Regions from separate parts of the Mus musculus genome. Here region 2 is linked to region 1. A link is a contact called in public HiChIP or PLAC-seq data. All regions are on one chromosome and are shown on one strand. Each heading gives the region's core, a stretch centred on a gene start, on an enhancer-like site or on the middle of the called end of the contact. The rest is flanking DNA. Distances are from core to core; before and after follow the strand shown.

What was found. HiChIP or PLAC-seq counts read pairs in DNA pulled down with a chosen protein or histone mark.
Region 2: a BATF HiChIP or PLAC-seq map of CD8 T cells shows a contact between it and region 1, with 16 read pairs. The contact joins the enhancer-like site here to the promoter of Irf4 in region 1. A contact is called at or near these places in 1 of 39 promoter capture datasets (macrophages), 2 of 15 datasets of contacts at CTCF or cohesin (large pre-B cells and pro-B cells), 8 of 484 Hi-C or Micro-C datasets (the 63-12 cell line, CD8 T cells, Th1 cells and 4 more), 9 of 115 datasets of contacts at active chromatin or transcription factors (the 230-238 cell line, CD8 T cells, Th17 cells and 5 more) and 4 of 9 other capture datasets (adipose tissue, liver, macrophages and 1 more).

What each region holds. Positions count from the first base shown.
Region 1 is chr13:30,745,066-30,752,646 of GRCm38.p6, reverse strand. Irf4 (interferon regulatory factor 4) reads right to left here and starts at 3,414. Exons shown (of 9, transcript NM_013674.2): 1 at 3,352-3,414; 2 at 1,852-2,099; 3 at 781-967. The coding sequence starts at 2,067.
Region 2 is chr13:30,861,403-30,868,983 of GRCm38.p6, reverse strand. Exoc2 (exocyst complex component 2) reads left to right here. Exons shown (of 28, transcript NM_025588.2): 21 at 946-1,012; 22 at 4,037-4,153. Among named protein-coding and RNA genes, the nearest start is that of Hus1b, 83 kb to the left of the region's middle. Within about 2 kb of position 3,298, at least 23 of the 459 cell types and tissues checked have an H3K27ac peak or open chromatin away from gene starts, as enhancers often do. A contact at or near this core is called in CD8 T cells, Th17 cells and Th2 cells, where this site is marked.

The DNA.
Region 1 (7,581 bases), core at 2,165-4,664:
GGAACTGACTTAAATCTTATAAAAGTACCTATGCACTTAATTCTTAGAATGCATAGCCCTATTAACCAATCGGGTATTTTAGGTTTGTTTTGTTTTGTTTGTTTGTTTGTTTTTCAAGCAATTTCTTAGAGAGATATTTGTCTTTGCCATTAAACTGATTAAACATTTGCTGACTTGTGAGTGACAGCCAGGGAAGGAAACACCACCCAGGATCCCTGTGATCCACCAAGTGGTTTCTGGTTGTGAGATGGTACCTAGTTAAGGCATCCTGTATGGTTGGAACCAAATGCAGATTCCTGAGCACTGCTTGAGGTAGACTAGTTGGAAGAGAGGGAACTCAAGATCTGAATATTCATAACCACCCTAGCAGGCCATGTTAAACCAGAAACTCTAGCAGTTTTATTACAAGAAGTGTGAATATGTATGGGGTGTGGGATGTGCTTTCTCCTCTTGAAAATGCTTACTAGAGGATATTAGGTAAGTAAACATTTAATGGATTTTCCAGATTTTGTTTGGAAATTTGATCCAGATCCTAATTGAATGGAGTAACTGAAAATAATGCCTTCAAGTGCATAACCCACACACCCATGGGGCTTAAAGTCTGCCAGGTCATCCTATACTAACACCACAGGGTTGTCACTTATAACAGAGAGGACATGGGCAAAAGGACATCTGGGCTTAACCTACAGCAGAGGTAGGACGTGACTGTCTCTAGGAAGAAGGGCTCTCTGAGTGCCATAATGCCTTTATCCTGCCACCTGGGCTGGGAAAACCCCTTACCTTTTTTGGCTCCCTCTGGAACAATCCTGTACACCTTGTATGGGTCAGAGATATCCAGCTGGCTCCTCTCGACCAATTCCTCAAAGTCATTGCTCTTGTTCAGAGCACATCGTAATCTTGTCTTCCAAGTAGGAGGATCTGGCTTGTCGATCCCTTCTCGGAACTTGCCTTTAAACAATGCCCAAGCCTAAGAACGATGAGAAGAAAAGTCAAGCCCAGAGCGTCAAAAGAATTCTATGGATTGCATTTCAGCAAGGAAGGTTACTGTTTCAAATTTGCTGTTGCCTGAAATGTGGAACATGATGTTAGTGGGGTCCTGAGACCCCTAGTATGGGCTGTACACGCCCAGCGCCTGAATCAAGTGTGGGCAAGACTGGGGACAGAGCTGTGGAGGGGGCAGGCCCCAGAGAGGACATCTACAAAATCACAGAGGTACTTTGAACAAATTCCCGCAGGAAGTCCCCTTCCTCGGCCTGCTGGCAGGTGGAGGCTGGGGGCTTCACAGTTCAGTGAGCCAGTTCTCTGGGGACATCAGTCCTAAGGGACTCACACGGGGTCGGAGGGGGATACCAGAGAAAGACTCGGAATAGTCAAAGCTACTCAAAGAAAGAAAATCAGAGATCGCAGCTTCTAGAACTAGAACCAGACAGTAGAGGTGCCCAATCAAAGAAACAAAACCCAGAGAGAGAAACTCAGAAAAATAACAAAACACAGAGAGACAGGGAAGCAGAGAGTGGCCCTAGCAGTCGGTGGTGGTGGCAGGAAACAGCGAATGGGCTATGCAAACGGAACCTCGGTCCCCCAGAGATGCCCCTGAAGCTGGAAGTTCTTTCCTCCACACAAACAGTATTGGGACCTGGTTTCTTGTGTATGCAATCCCCGGAGAGTTTGCAACCTCTTTCCCTTCTCCTGGGGACTTTGCCTAAGCAGGGTCCAATGCTTGATGCTCTGGCCTCCTCCTTGCAGGAGCCCACCTCTTAGTCCCTTGCCCGGGAGCCACAGACATTCAGAGCTTTCAGATTCCCCATCCCCACCCCCACCCCTGCCCAGGGATCCCTGAATGCTGCTAACCTTGAAGAGGGCAGCGTCCTCCTCACGATTGTAGTCCTGCTTGCCCGCGTGTTTCCACGGGATGCGGAAGACGCTCTTCTCCTCGTTCTCCCACACCAGCCCGGGGTACTTGCCGCTGTCGATCTGGTCGATCAACCACTGTCGGAGTTTCCCATTGCCGCAGCTCACTGCGCTCATGCCGAACTCTGAGCCCCGGCTGCCCGTCTCCAAGTTCATGACGCGTGCGGACCTCCTCCTGGGCTTGTGCGCTGAGGAGAGACACACATTCCCTGCAACTACCTTCGCATCACTTTGGAGGCGGGAGGAAGCCCCGTCCCAAACTCTTGCAGTGCCCACGAGGCCCCGAGTCTCTGAGGCTGCCAAGGTGCTCGGGTGCAGTGCCAGAGTCTCCGAAGTCCCCCAAGAGAAGGTACTTTGACGAAGGTATAGAGAGCATCCCTTGGCGCGCACCATCCTCCTCCTCCTCCTCCTCCTCCTCCTTTTTTTTTTGCCTGTCTGTTCTTTCTTTTATTAAAAAAATTAGGTAATTTCTTCATTTACATTTACATTAACACGCTCCGTTGAAAGCTCCTAGCTACACAGCTTCTCTGCAGATCCCAAGTCTTGCGCCACGCTGGGGCGCTCACTTTGCTCACTCGTCCCTCTGTGCTGGATCCAAGTAGCTTTCATCCCACTTTTCCCTCACTGTTTCTACACTTGCCCCTTCCTGGGTTTAGGTTGCCCTGGCTGCCCCAGGCGAAAAGGACCTGGCACATGGACTAGCCCTTGTCCAGGTCCTGTGTCCCTGCCATGCAGGTTTGCGGTACCTAGCTTACTCTCTTGACTTTCTTCTATGACACCCTTACTTTGTCCTCGGAATAACCCCAGGCCTACCCAACCAGAGACCATCACGTGGGTCCTGGAAGCAACAAGTGGAAGTCTGGTTATGGGGCAAGCAGCGCAGCCAAGAAACAGGAGATTCCAACCTGCAGAATGTCAGCGTGAACCCTGGCAGGAATGAAGCCGAGGCTGGGAATAAGGGGTGCTGCGGACAGCAACACTAGCACTCTTGCCAGAGAAGTGAAGAAGGGGCATGCGGGGAAAGGGGCTCTGAGCACCCTAAGTTTGGAGCTCTCAGCTCTTCTTGGCTGCCCGGCCTAGGAATCACGCTCTGGAGCCCTAGATGAGTTTGGGTCCTTTAGGAACCAGGGCTGGAAAGGAGCTTTCCACTGGAGCAGAGAGAGTCAGAGGCTGTCCCTCTGAGGACAAGCTGTGGCCAGTGCGATCCTTTGATGACACCACAGTCCCATTAGCTCGTCCCGCCCAGCCCGTGGGGGATGTTCTGGAACTCCCACCCAAACAGCTTCATACAAAACCCGAAGTGCACAGGTCCTAGGGCAGCGTAGATGAGCGGAGCCTGGGTCCGCTATCTCAGCATTCTCCCTCAGGCTCAGAGATGGAAGCCAGGCTTCCTCTGCCACCAGCCTCACACTCCTCCTTCTGCCCGACTACAGGCCTTACCTCACCCGCACTCTTAGCTGAGGGCAGCAAAGGGTCCCAAGTTCAAGTGGTGAAACTAGGAAAGTGAGGTGAGAAAGAGGAACTTTATAGAGCCGGAGGCGGAGTGCAGGGCGGGCGCTTCGGCCCCGCCTTGAGAGGGCGTGGCTTGCCCATACCCAGGACCGCCCCCCACCTCTGCCTTGTGCCTGGGTGTCCCGCAGGAACAGGAGCTTCGGACTAGAGCCCACCGGGTCAAGGGCTGTCCCACTTCAGACAAACCCTGGCTTTCTTCAGCTCCTCCTGTGGAGGGGGCTGGGGACTCTGATGTACTCAGAAATCCTCAACCGGATGGGACAAGTCGGTATGGCCCGTTCCTGTGAAGGTGGAGGCATGCAAAGGGGATACTGGAATCTGCACTGAGCATAGCTGATAACTACTAACTGCTCATGGCCAGGTTGGGAAGTGATGGAGAGTCTGGAGCACAGGGAACTTGGTTCTCACAGCATGTGACAGAAGAGATAGACTGAGAGAGGTCGGGAGCATCCTTGGGCAAAGCGGAGTCTTGTCTCTCTGAGCGTTTAGAGAATATCACGCTCACTAAAAAGAAAAATAGAAAGGCAAGTTTATAAGCCGTGGCCCAAATACTGTGTTTGAAACGCTTATACATGTTGGGTGAATGAAACCGACGAATTGAGATGACTCAGACAAGCACAGTCCCCAAAGTTTCAATCATGGCAACATAAAAGAGATGGGGGATCCCTGAGTACTCAGGTAGTTAGCGCGCTTCCGGATGTCAATTCACCTTAAAATGATAATTTTAACCTCAGCCTCGTGGGAGGCAGTTGCCGGTGAGGTACCAATGCCCCAAATAGAACAGCTAGGCTGACTGAAGGTTTTACTTTATTTTCGTGTTTTCTTTGACCTTCATATGTAAACTCCATGAGCTTTTGCCGCTGACTTTCTCCAGCTCAGCTTGGATGCCTGGAGCTTATATGTTATCTTGGTGTTTTCAGGTAAGCAAGCAGACTACCAGTTTCTGTATCATTTTAGATTACCACCACCACAGGTCAACTTGGAGCGTTTGTAAAGATTTGACAACTTTTTCATTTCACATGTTTCTCAGTTTTTCTTTTAATCTTCCATCCTGGGTTCTGGACTTTAGGAGAAACATCTGATTTTGGCCACAGGAAAACTGGTGCAGAGATGCCCACCGGCATGTTTTTTTTTCCTAACATCAACAGGCTTTCTCAGAAATTAACAGGATGCCATGTCGTTCTTTCACCCCAATTAGTTTTCCATTGTCAGAGCCCTGGTAGTAAACAACAGAGTTTCGTTCAAAGAAAATTTTGGTCACACCCATTTTCCCCTCTTCTTCCTTTGGGGTTTCATTCATTCAAAAATATTCTTTGAACACCTTCTGTCTGTCGGGAACTATCCCGGTCACCAGAGACACACCTCGGAGCAAAGCAGAGATTGTAGCTTCAGATAGCACAGCCTTGCTGCTGAGGAATTACATTTCTTCAAAGCGTGCACAGACTAAGGACAGAAGCAGCCAACCCGAGGTTTTTGGTTTTTTTTTTTTTTCTTTTTTCTTTTTTTCACTTAGACACACGTGTCTTCTACCTTGACTTAGGCGGTTTCAACATTTTCCTCAGCCAATCTACATCCTCTGTTTTCAGAAGTTTAAACAACAGTCATTACAAGAAACCTTTTGAGACTTCACATGGTTATCTTGTTTAAAAGATATGATTACTAATCTTCAACGCCATCTTCTGGTTTACTCGCTCGCTCGTTGTGTGGATCCCCCAGAAGTGATAGTTTAACAGTGAGGTGAATGCAAGCAATAAGCTACCTAAATCATTAAAACTTCCTATTTTATTAGCATCTATTAGTTGCACACAGCAGTGATGGGTTTCATTATGACATTACCTTCATCTCCTCTGTCGCCATTTCTTACCACTCGTCCCTCCAGCCCTCCCCACCCCATGTCTTTAACCAGTCTGCCTTTTACTTTCTTACCCCTGCCCCCAGCATGGGAAAACATGTGAGACACACATTTATTTCACACCACACGACATATTGAGTTCCAGTTTCAACCGTTCCTTGCAAACAGCATACCCCGGTTTCTCTTTTTAGTTGAATGTGATTCCCTTGTGAATCACATGCTCCCATTGTTGCTGGTGGAGAGGAAGGAATGGCCAGGTGGGCCCTTCTAGCTGACCACTAAGAACTTCTTAAATCACAGTCAGACTTGAAAGAATGGGGACAATTTTGCCAGTAGGCAATTTCCCATCCTCTTTCGCACTGACACTTAAGAAAATCGATACATGTCACAGTGAGATGGCGGACTGTTGTTTGAAAAATGTCACAGGAAATTAGTGAATTGAGCATCCGTCCCAAAGGCAGAGCTCCATACTCCCCGAGGAGATTACTAATGTTATTGGGCTAAGGAGCCACTGAGCAGTGATCGAGGTCTGAATGGGGCAAACTTTTCATTCATACTTCCCATAAAAAGACGGTAAGAAAAGCTAGACTGCAGCTCAGTATTTTGAGAATTGACCTTTTAAAATTATACATTCACAAGTAAGAACAAGTGGTTTATAGAGCCAGTCAGTGTTAGATACTCAGAAAGACATTATTCAGCCTAGGGTGTACCGTGGCAGTAGAATGCTTGTCTTGTGTGTGGAAGGCACTGGGTTCAATTCCCAGTACTCTCTCTTCCAAGAGACGGAGACCTTGTTTCGGATAAATGTATTTTCTGATGACCTCACTCTTTTAAAATGAGAACTACATTTGTTTTTGTTTTGTTTTGTTTTGTTTTGTTTTGTTTTGAAGTAAAATTCTATCTTTGGGAAAAATTATTTTATAAAACATTAAAAAATAAAACAGGAAAGAAAAAAACTTTGTTGTTTTAATGCATTGCCTCTGATTTAAAACGAAGACAAAACCTCTGATGCTTTGATTCCAGGTGCATGGACTAACGCCCACTGTGAGCCCTGACAACCACTTCATGATACATGGACGAGAGGAGGTGTCTAGAGTTCACAGGGGTGAAAGCGTGGGTGGTGAGTTAACTTTCCCACGTTCAAGAGTGGCGGTGACCCTGCTTTCTGCAGTGCTCTGACAACAAAATTATGTGCATCGCAAGTGCTCACCCACTTGGACTATGATTACGTATATCCTACATTAGCCCTTGGGAACTGTCACAGACATAATGATATGCACCCTTCAAATGTACCTGTATGGTGTTCAGGGCAACGCATTTTAGTCCAATTGTGCACATAAGAAGAGAGATCCAGAGAGGCCACTAGCCATCACTGTGACTTGCCCAAGAAGTAAGCTTTTGTGAACCTGTCTTACCCATGCATGCATCTATTTGCTCCACTTTGGGTTAAAGTCAGGGGTATGGGGAGATGGCTTAGTTGGTAAGAGTGCTTACTCTGCAAGCATAAAGACCTGAGTTCAAATTCTCAGCATCCATGTGAAAAAGCTGGGCATGGATCCCAAGAGCTAAACTGAACATTATTAGTAAAGTGATGTATTTGTGGGCAACAATACAACTATTTATTTTATATAAGGTCCCGAATATACCTTAACTGAAATTGCAAAAATCCTCTAAGTGTTTTGTGACTTCAGACAATTCCAGTATCAAACATCCCCAGATCATCAGCCATTGAGGAGAAGTTGTTGGGAACACATTTAATACCAGGAGTCAATGCATATGGTAGAAAAAAAAACCACATTCAATCCTATAGAAGATGAGACTTGTCATTTTCATCAATCATGTAATAAGGAGTCACAAAGTCTGTGACTCTAGAGCAACATTGTCCCTTTCTTCCTTCGTCATGTTTATAAACAACCAACTGTTCCCTTTTTGTCTCCTTTGATTGTGAGCATTCTAAGAAGTTTCCCTGTAATGCTCCGTTCTCTGACTTGTAATGTTTGCTACGTAAATAGTGACGTGGCTCTAAGCAAGGAAACACTTGATGCTGCCAATTCCCGTTCCCAAGCCAACAAAAATGCAAATACTCTGTAATCACTGGGGACAATTTTTCGAAAACTGAAGCAAGAGGTGAAAGGCAAATGGCACTGTCTCATTTCACCCATTGGCAACGTGGCTTGGCTCTGGATTATTCTAAACTGTATCTGCTATGTTTCTTTTCAGCAGAACACTGTAAAACACAGGAGTGATGCTGGGGCACACGGGGCGGTAGAGATTATGTCTCAGGGAAAGTTGCATTGCTTATGGTC
Region 2 (7,581 bases), core at 2,049-4,548, 120 kb before region 1:
GATTCTTCGAATTCCCTCTCCTCAATGTTGGGTATTTTGGCTAAGGTCATCCCCATTGGGTCCTTAGAGCCTCTCATCTCCTGAGTCTCTGGCATTTTCTAGAGGGTCCCCCCATCCCCTACCACACCCCACACCCCTACCTGACCTTGTTCCCCTTTCCCAGGTCTTCTTTGACTTGACTTTTTTTTTATGAGACTTATTATCCCAATCAATCTTTTCTTGTTACTTTGCTAAAATTCCTGTTTCATACACATTCTAAGGCGTATTGCAGGCATTTCTGAACTTTCTCTTCTGCCATATTTATTCAAATATACTTTATTTCAGTTAGTGCTATTTTAATTACCATTTGTTTATATTTCAACTCTTTCTAGATCGGTATCTTTTTATTTTATTTCTATTTTTTTCTATTTTAGCATATTATTTGCTATTTCATCATGTTAGACTTACATACGAATTCAAGTCAATCAAGTTAACGAAAAATTCTGTTAAGGTGTTACTTATGATTCTGTTAAATTGGTAATTAATTAATGGGTTAGCTAGTCTGTTCTCCCCTTAGATCTTATTATGTTTTTGATTGCTTTTGAGTTATAAACTAATTTCTTAGCTCACCTTTAAGTAGGTTTCAAATCTGAAAGTGGGTTTCAAATCTTCCCCTGGGAATTCTGATAGGCAAAAACATTTTAATTATATGAGTATTATTTGGTTTTTTGGCATTTAGTAGTTTATTTTTAAACATAATGCAGTCAGTTGAGTATTGAGAATGCCCCCAAATAAGTTTTATATGGCTCAGAATAAAAGATAGTCCTTAGTGCTTTTTTATGATAATAATAATTAAGTACAAAGAAAATCTACAGAGTTATACAGCCATTTTCATCAAAACATTTGGAGTTATTGGTTTTGTGTGAGTTTTAATTATGACTGTTGTTTTGCCTCTTCTGCCTTTAGTCTTTCTGTTGATGTTTCTTCTCCTGATTTGTTTGGAAGCATCCATGAAGACTTCAGTTTGACTTCAGTAAGTAAAATGGCAAGCACAGAGAATGAAGTGTATCATGCTAAAGGGAGTGGCTGTGGTAGTCAGCTTAAGTCACTTGAGCCAGAAACATCATCCCATGTTAAGATGGCCACTGTGGTGACTGCAGTATACATTTTGGGGTTACGTAAACAGACGCAATACAGCACCTGCATCTTGAGTGTTAAAAGTGCCTCGGCTGTTTCCTGCTGCTGCAGAGTTGCCTGGATGGACAGGTGGGGAAGCAGAAGGCATGACATTTCCTTCCTGGCATTTGCCCTTCCAGCCTTCTTTTTTCCTCCCAGTCCCCTCTTTTATTTGAACATAGGTTATATGACAAAGCCAAAACCAAATCCCTGTAAGCAATCTGATAGAGGCATTTTCTCAATTGAGGTTCCTTTTCCCAGATAACTCTAGCTTATAGGAAACAAAAACAAAACAAAACAAAACACAGTAAGAACAAGTGTCAAGAGCTAAGGGAAGCCATGAAGTGGATTGAAATAGCTGTTCCATGTGAATCTAGGAAGAAAGTGGGGTAGAGGAGATGGACCTGAAGGAAGGAGCCTTTGAAACTCAGACTGTACCAGCCACCTGTCCCAACTATGCTTTTGTTTTCTTGGTCTCTCAGAAGGAGCCTTATTAATGCACAGTGACCGTTCTGATCTTTGTTCCCTTCCCAGCTCCCAGCAAACGCTGTGTAACCCATCAGCCATGTCCTAGCTGATTTGTGTGCACCCTGACTTGGAGGGCTACTCCAAGCCTCCCATCTTTCTCTAGTTAGAGAGGAGAGCAAGGTGGTTCCATGTCCATCTCCCAAGAGGTGCGGAGGTGCACCAGGTTGTCAGCGGTCTCCCAGGGTTTTCACTTTCACTCCTCACAACAGCTTACCTGTCCATCACTTCCCAAGTTATGTTCCTTTGTTTCCAAAATCTGTGCCTGTGTTCTTCCCTAGTGGAGGGATCTCATCAGATCTGACTTGTGTTCTGAGAGGACCCAGATCCTCTCAGGGTTGTATTATTCAGAAGGAAATGGATAACATTGAAAAAGATCTAGATTTTGAGTCAGAAGACTTTATTCACAGTCTCAAGGGTTCATTGCTGGTGCTGACTAGGAGTACAGAGAAGTACTACATAAGACTCATTCCTTCATATACAGAGACTATTATGGTCAAATGTACATCTCTATACCAGGTACAAACAAACTTCAGATTAACCATCTAAGTTTAAGAATTAGATTCTTGTTATTCTGTTTTCTTCCCACTTTCATGTAATGTTCAATATAACATACACAAACAAAATGTACTTGCTGAGAGTTAGTCTTTAGATTACTGAAGTAGTTCTCACTTTGAAGAGGGTCCAGAAGTCTTGTAATGGAGAAACCAAGTCAGCACAGTGGGGGAACAGGGCAGGATAGACTTGCACACTCAATCAACTAGAATGGAAGTCTTAATCCTAAATGAAAGACTGGTAAAGGACAGGCTTGAAGCCACTTGAGACATTGAGGGGGTTCTGTGTGTTTGGAGTAGCTGCTGCAAAGTCATTTACTTCCTGCACTATGAGAAGAATGTGTTAGGATAAAACAGAAGGTAGCAGAAGGGAAGATGGCCTCACATGCCCAGCTAGCTTAGTTTCTCTGCCATTCTGCCATATATTCACTTTAGAAAAATAATGTCATTTACAGTATGACTTCCTCTGGCCTTTTTTATATTCCATTTCCTATCTAAAAGTTATTTCAGGGCCCCTAGCAGCAGCCTTCTGTTTTTCTGGGCTATTTAATGGTGTTGTAGGCTTTATATATGCCTGTTGATGACCAAAAAGCCAGGCGTACATATGTACATATATATATAATTGGTTTTTTGAGACAAGGTTTCTCTGTATAGCCCTGGCTGTCCTGGAATTCACTTTGTAGACCAGGCTGGCCTCGAACTCAGAAATCCACCTGCCTCTGCCTCCCAAGTGCTGGGATTAAAGGCATGCACCACCACGCCTGGCTTTTTGTGCTGAAAATAATGACAGGCACTTGTAATGAAGAAGTGGGGAGATATATAATTACCAGAAGATGGATTTGCTTGCTTATTGACTTTAGAGACTTTAGTTCATCCTTTAGTCCCCACACCTCAAAGAGCAAGAACCTCTGTTTTTCTGCATTTTCTCCCCTGGAGTACTTAACTGTAAGTTACTCTGATTCTGCACAGAAAGAGTAACCAAGTGTGGGTGAGAACTGTTCCTGGAAAGTGGTTTTGCCTTAGTTTTAGTCAAGGATCTCCACTGAGGGCCCTGGATGAGTCACCATTCCAGAGAATGCCTCCCACTTATAGGAGCTCAGGCCCAGGCTGCCCTGAAGTGAACCACAGCAGCAGCAGAGCAGGGGCCATTCCTAGAATTTTATTTACAGATAGAGTTCTTCTGAACTGTAAAAATCCACTGTATTCATTAGACTACAATTATAGTCTAACAATTTTGTAAGGAATTGTTTAGGTGGACAGAGCCTTGAAGACTGTAACAGCAGGAGGCATTCTTCCCCTCTCCCTGTCTTTTGGGGAGGCTGGCATGGACATGGGATGGGACTGGGCCCCAGGACACTGGGCCAAGGAAGGAACAAGGAGCCCTTCAGATAGATAGTATGGCATTAAAATGTTCTCTCAAGTTGTGGATGATTCATAAACCATTTTCTAATAGTTCCTACACTTTATGTAGTTATTCATAATATCAACTTGTTTGGCCTTTGTGTACATAAAATGTTAAATGGAACATTTGACTCTTCCTTTGGAGGATATTGGAAGTAGGACACAGAGCCTTGAGCATTCCAGAAAAGGTTTCACTGTTGAGTTTCTACCCCAAATCCCTGTTTAAATCCTCAGTGTTATGCTTCTCTGTGTGTTAATTTTAGGACACAGCCAAGAAAACCAAGGCATAGGATATTGATGTTAAAGGGCAGAAGCCTATCACTGTACTTAATACAAGATCAGGATTATCTCTTAAATTCACCAGTACTGTCTAAGTTTGTTATGGTCTGTTTGAATTACAGGAGCAGAGGCTTTTGATAGTCCTGAGTAATTGCTGCTATTTAGAACGTCACACCTTCCTAAACATAGCAGAACATTTTGAAAAACACAACTTCCAGGGAATAGAGAAAATAACACAGGTAAGTGCTTTGTAGTTAGTAGGCAAGTCCAGCGCTTTGCCACATTATCGTCTCAGCACCTCTTGCCTCCCTGTACCCCAGTTCCCCAGGCCCCATGCTCACTCTTCACCCTACCCATCTGAGAATGATTTCCTTCCTCACTTTAAATTGTTAATGTAACACTGCTTTACTCAGGAGCAAAACTGTCTGATGGTTGAACTGGTTAACTTAACCCTGTTCTAAAAGTCTGTTCAAAGGTCAGGCAAGACAATCAGGAGAAAAAAGTCAAACCTAAATCTAAGAATCTTCCCCATTGACTCCTGACGGAAGAAACCTTGAGGCACTGCTGAGAGCAACCCTGATCCTAACTGCAAGGGATCACTTCCTGCTGATCCAACCTCTGCCTCCTGTCTTCTCTTCCCGACTGCAGCCCTCCCTTAGCCTGTCTGCTTAAGCACACCCTGTTCTCCTGAGGCTGGCCCTTCCTTCCTTCCTTCCTTCCTTCCTTCCTTCCTTCCTTCCTTCCTTCCTTCCTTCCTTCCTTCCTTCCTTCCTTCCTGACTTCACTACAACTTTTGCTTGCTTCGCGCTCCACCTGCTGGATGTAGGCAAAAATGTGCATGTGCATGCAGATCAGTGGAACCAGTTTTGTGCTTTAGAATGTTTGCTGTCTTGTTTATAGTTTTTCAAATAAGCAGAAAGGGAGAGAGAGGAAAAAAAAAGAAGTTCCTTGTTGCTAAAGGTTGGCTAGTTCCTGAGCAAAGTTTATCAGATTTCTGGGTAAAACTGAGCCACTGTCTAATGCCAGCATACTTTTCTCAGTGAAGAAAAGAAGAAAGATAATCATCTTGTCAATCATATAATCAGAGTTTACTCTCAGTGGACGATCTACTTTTTATAAATGATGCTTCCAGTTCGTAAACTGGCTTGGGTTTTTTTTTTTTAAATAAATGAAAATGTCAGAGTGGGTGGCTCTGTCTTGTTTTCCTGCCTTTCGTAAAGATTAATCATCCTGCTGATAAATGTTGTGACTTGAGGCTTTGAGGTTGAATGTCTAGTTTATTTCCAGAAAGCTTTCATGTTCATAATTACAAGATCTGTGCAAGGGGGAGGAGGCTTTGTTTTTATTCAGAAAAATCGTAACGTGACTGTATGTACATATGAAGAACTTTATTGTTTTTGCCCTTAATGATATGTGATGTCATTAAGAATTGCATATGAAAGAAGCAATGTTTGACATTTAAGTTTTTGTGAAATAATAAGCAGAAATTATGTTGCTTTACTTTATACTATTAAGAAGCAAAATGAAACTAATATAAAGGGAGGTTTTTGATCTCTTTTCCAGTCTGTGTCTGAATCACAGAGAAAGGTAATATGAAGGCCCGGGGAGAGCGCAGAATAAGCAGTAGGCTTTTTGACCACTCAGCAGTATGAGCTTTAAAAAAATTATTTCTTGAGTGTCTTGAAACTATTCAGTTGTGGCTGCAGTGACTAGAGTAAAGCGATGTGGACACCCACTGGCTGTACTGTGTGCCGTGTGCCGAAGCTCTCATTTTCATGGTGTCAAGCAAGAAAAACCCACTTGCTCTGAAGAAAAAAATAGGTCACTCATAGCCCTTATTTTTCACAGTTCATGATATACTCAAGGAAATGAAACTAATTGATTAATGTGCATCATTTTAACATGCGACACTAAGTGGTGATTCACTAGATAAGAATATCCCTGTAAGGTTCCACCTTAAAGCAGGCCCCTTGAGGCCTCTGTAACTTCTGGGTCACAGGGAGCAACTGCTGTGTGCCTAGAAAGTTCCACCTACTCATCCATTTTCTCGTTGTATTTGTTAAAGACCTAATTACACATATGTGCACACACACACACTCTTGACTTTTTTTAATTTATTTTTTTAATTAGGTATTTTCTTCATTTACATTTCAAATGCTATCCCAAAAGTCCCCCAGACCCTCACCCCCACACACACACTCCCCTACCCACCCACTCCCACTTCTTGGCCCTGGCGTTCCCCCGTACTGAGGTATATAAAGTTTGCAAGACCAAGGGGCCTCTCTTTCCACTGATGGCCGACTAGGCCATCTTCTGCTACATATGCAGCTACAGACACAAGCTCCGGGGGTACTGGTTAGTTTTAATTGGTTCTTTGTGAGTTTCACATCACGCTCTCCAGTCCTGCACACCTCCCCATCCCAGCATATCTGCCCTTTGCTCTTGCAATCTACCTCCCTTCCCAATACACACAAACAAACAAATAAACAAACAAAAGCAAAGCATAGAAAACTATCTCATCATGGAAGAATGAAAATGTCACAATGTATGCCATGGTATACTGCCTCTGTCCACACACTTTCACTTTCAAATGTTCATTGCAATGACCTAACTATATTTTTGAAAAGGAGAGATAAAAATCAAGGTCATCTTTAATGTACTAGACTAAGTATTTATTTAATAAGACATATCCCTTCTGACTTGTCCCGTCACCCCCATAGTAAGTCTAGACCTGTCCCGAGTCACCTGCATTCACACACAGTGGATCCGTATCTCCTCACTCCCCGTCGCTGACCTCACGTGGGACCCCGAGATTTGTAAGCTCCTGGTAATACATACCCACGTTGCTTTGGGGGGGGGGGGGCTGATCACATTGTGTTTTGATCATCGTTTCCCAGCATAATTTTTAATTGTATAATATCCATTTGTATACTTTAATTTGCATGGAAAATGACTGCTTTTACATTTTTATTGCCTGTGTTGTAGAAGAAATAGCTAGGAAGCATGTAGAGACCAAGGGAGATACAGAGGTTTGTTCTGAGGATGGAGACCAAATACAACACAGATCGAACTCCTCAGGAACATTTGTTGAGAATATCAGATCTGTGTGGAGGATAAGCCTTAACATGTTATTTTATTGTGGCAGCTATAAAGATGTAATTCCAGGGACTTGGGGGGGGGGGCGGGCGCGTGCATATGTTAGATGCAATCAATATTAAGGAAGCAAAGCTATACAACTGATTTACTATTTGTATAGTTAAAGATTCTTCCTGTCTGGAGAATGCAGACATTGATTAAGTATTAAATGCATTACTGAACTTCTATTTAAGCTCCTAACCAGAAATTCCACTCAGGAGGGTAAGGGGACAGTTTCTTTTCATCACAGATGCAGGCAAATCTTTTATATCTAGCAACCAATTTAAAGTATTTCTTACGACTTGAACCATAGGTATTATGTCCATTAGGTCCATTCTTTTTAGCTTACCTGAGTATACTTCTTAGACCTTGAGGCATTTGAATTTACTGATGAATTTATGAATCACTGCAGCCGTGTTTCCTTCCTGCTGTGTTATCTGTGGCTCTGCTTGTTTCGTCTTCCTCATTTCTTCATCAGACTACGTTCATTAAATTTTGCTAAGAAGGTATTTTTAATGTTTTATTGATTCTT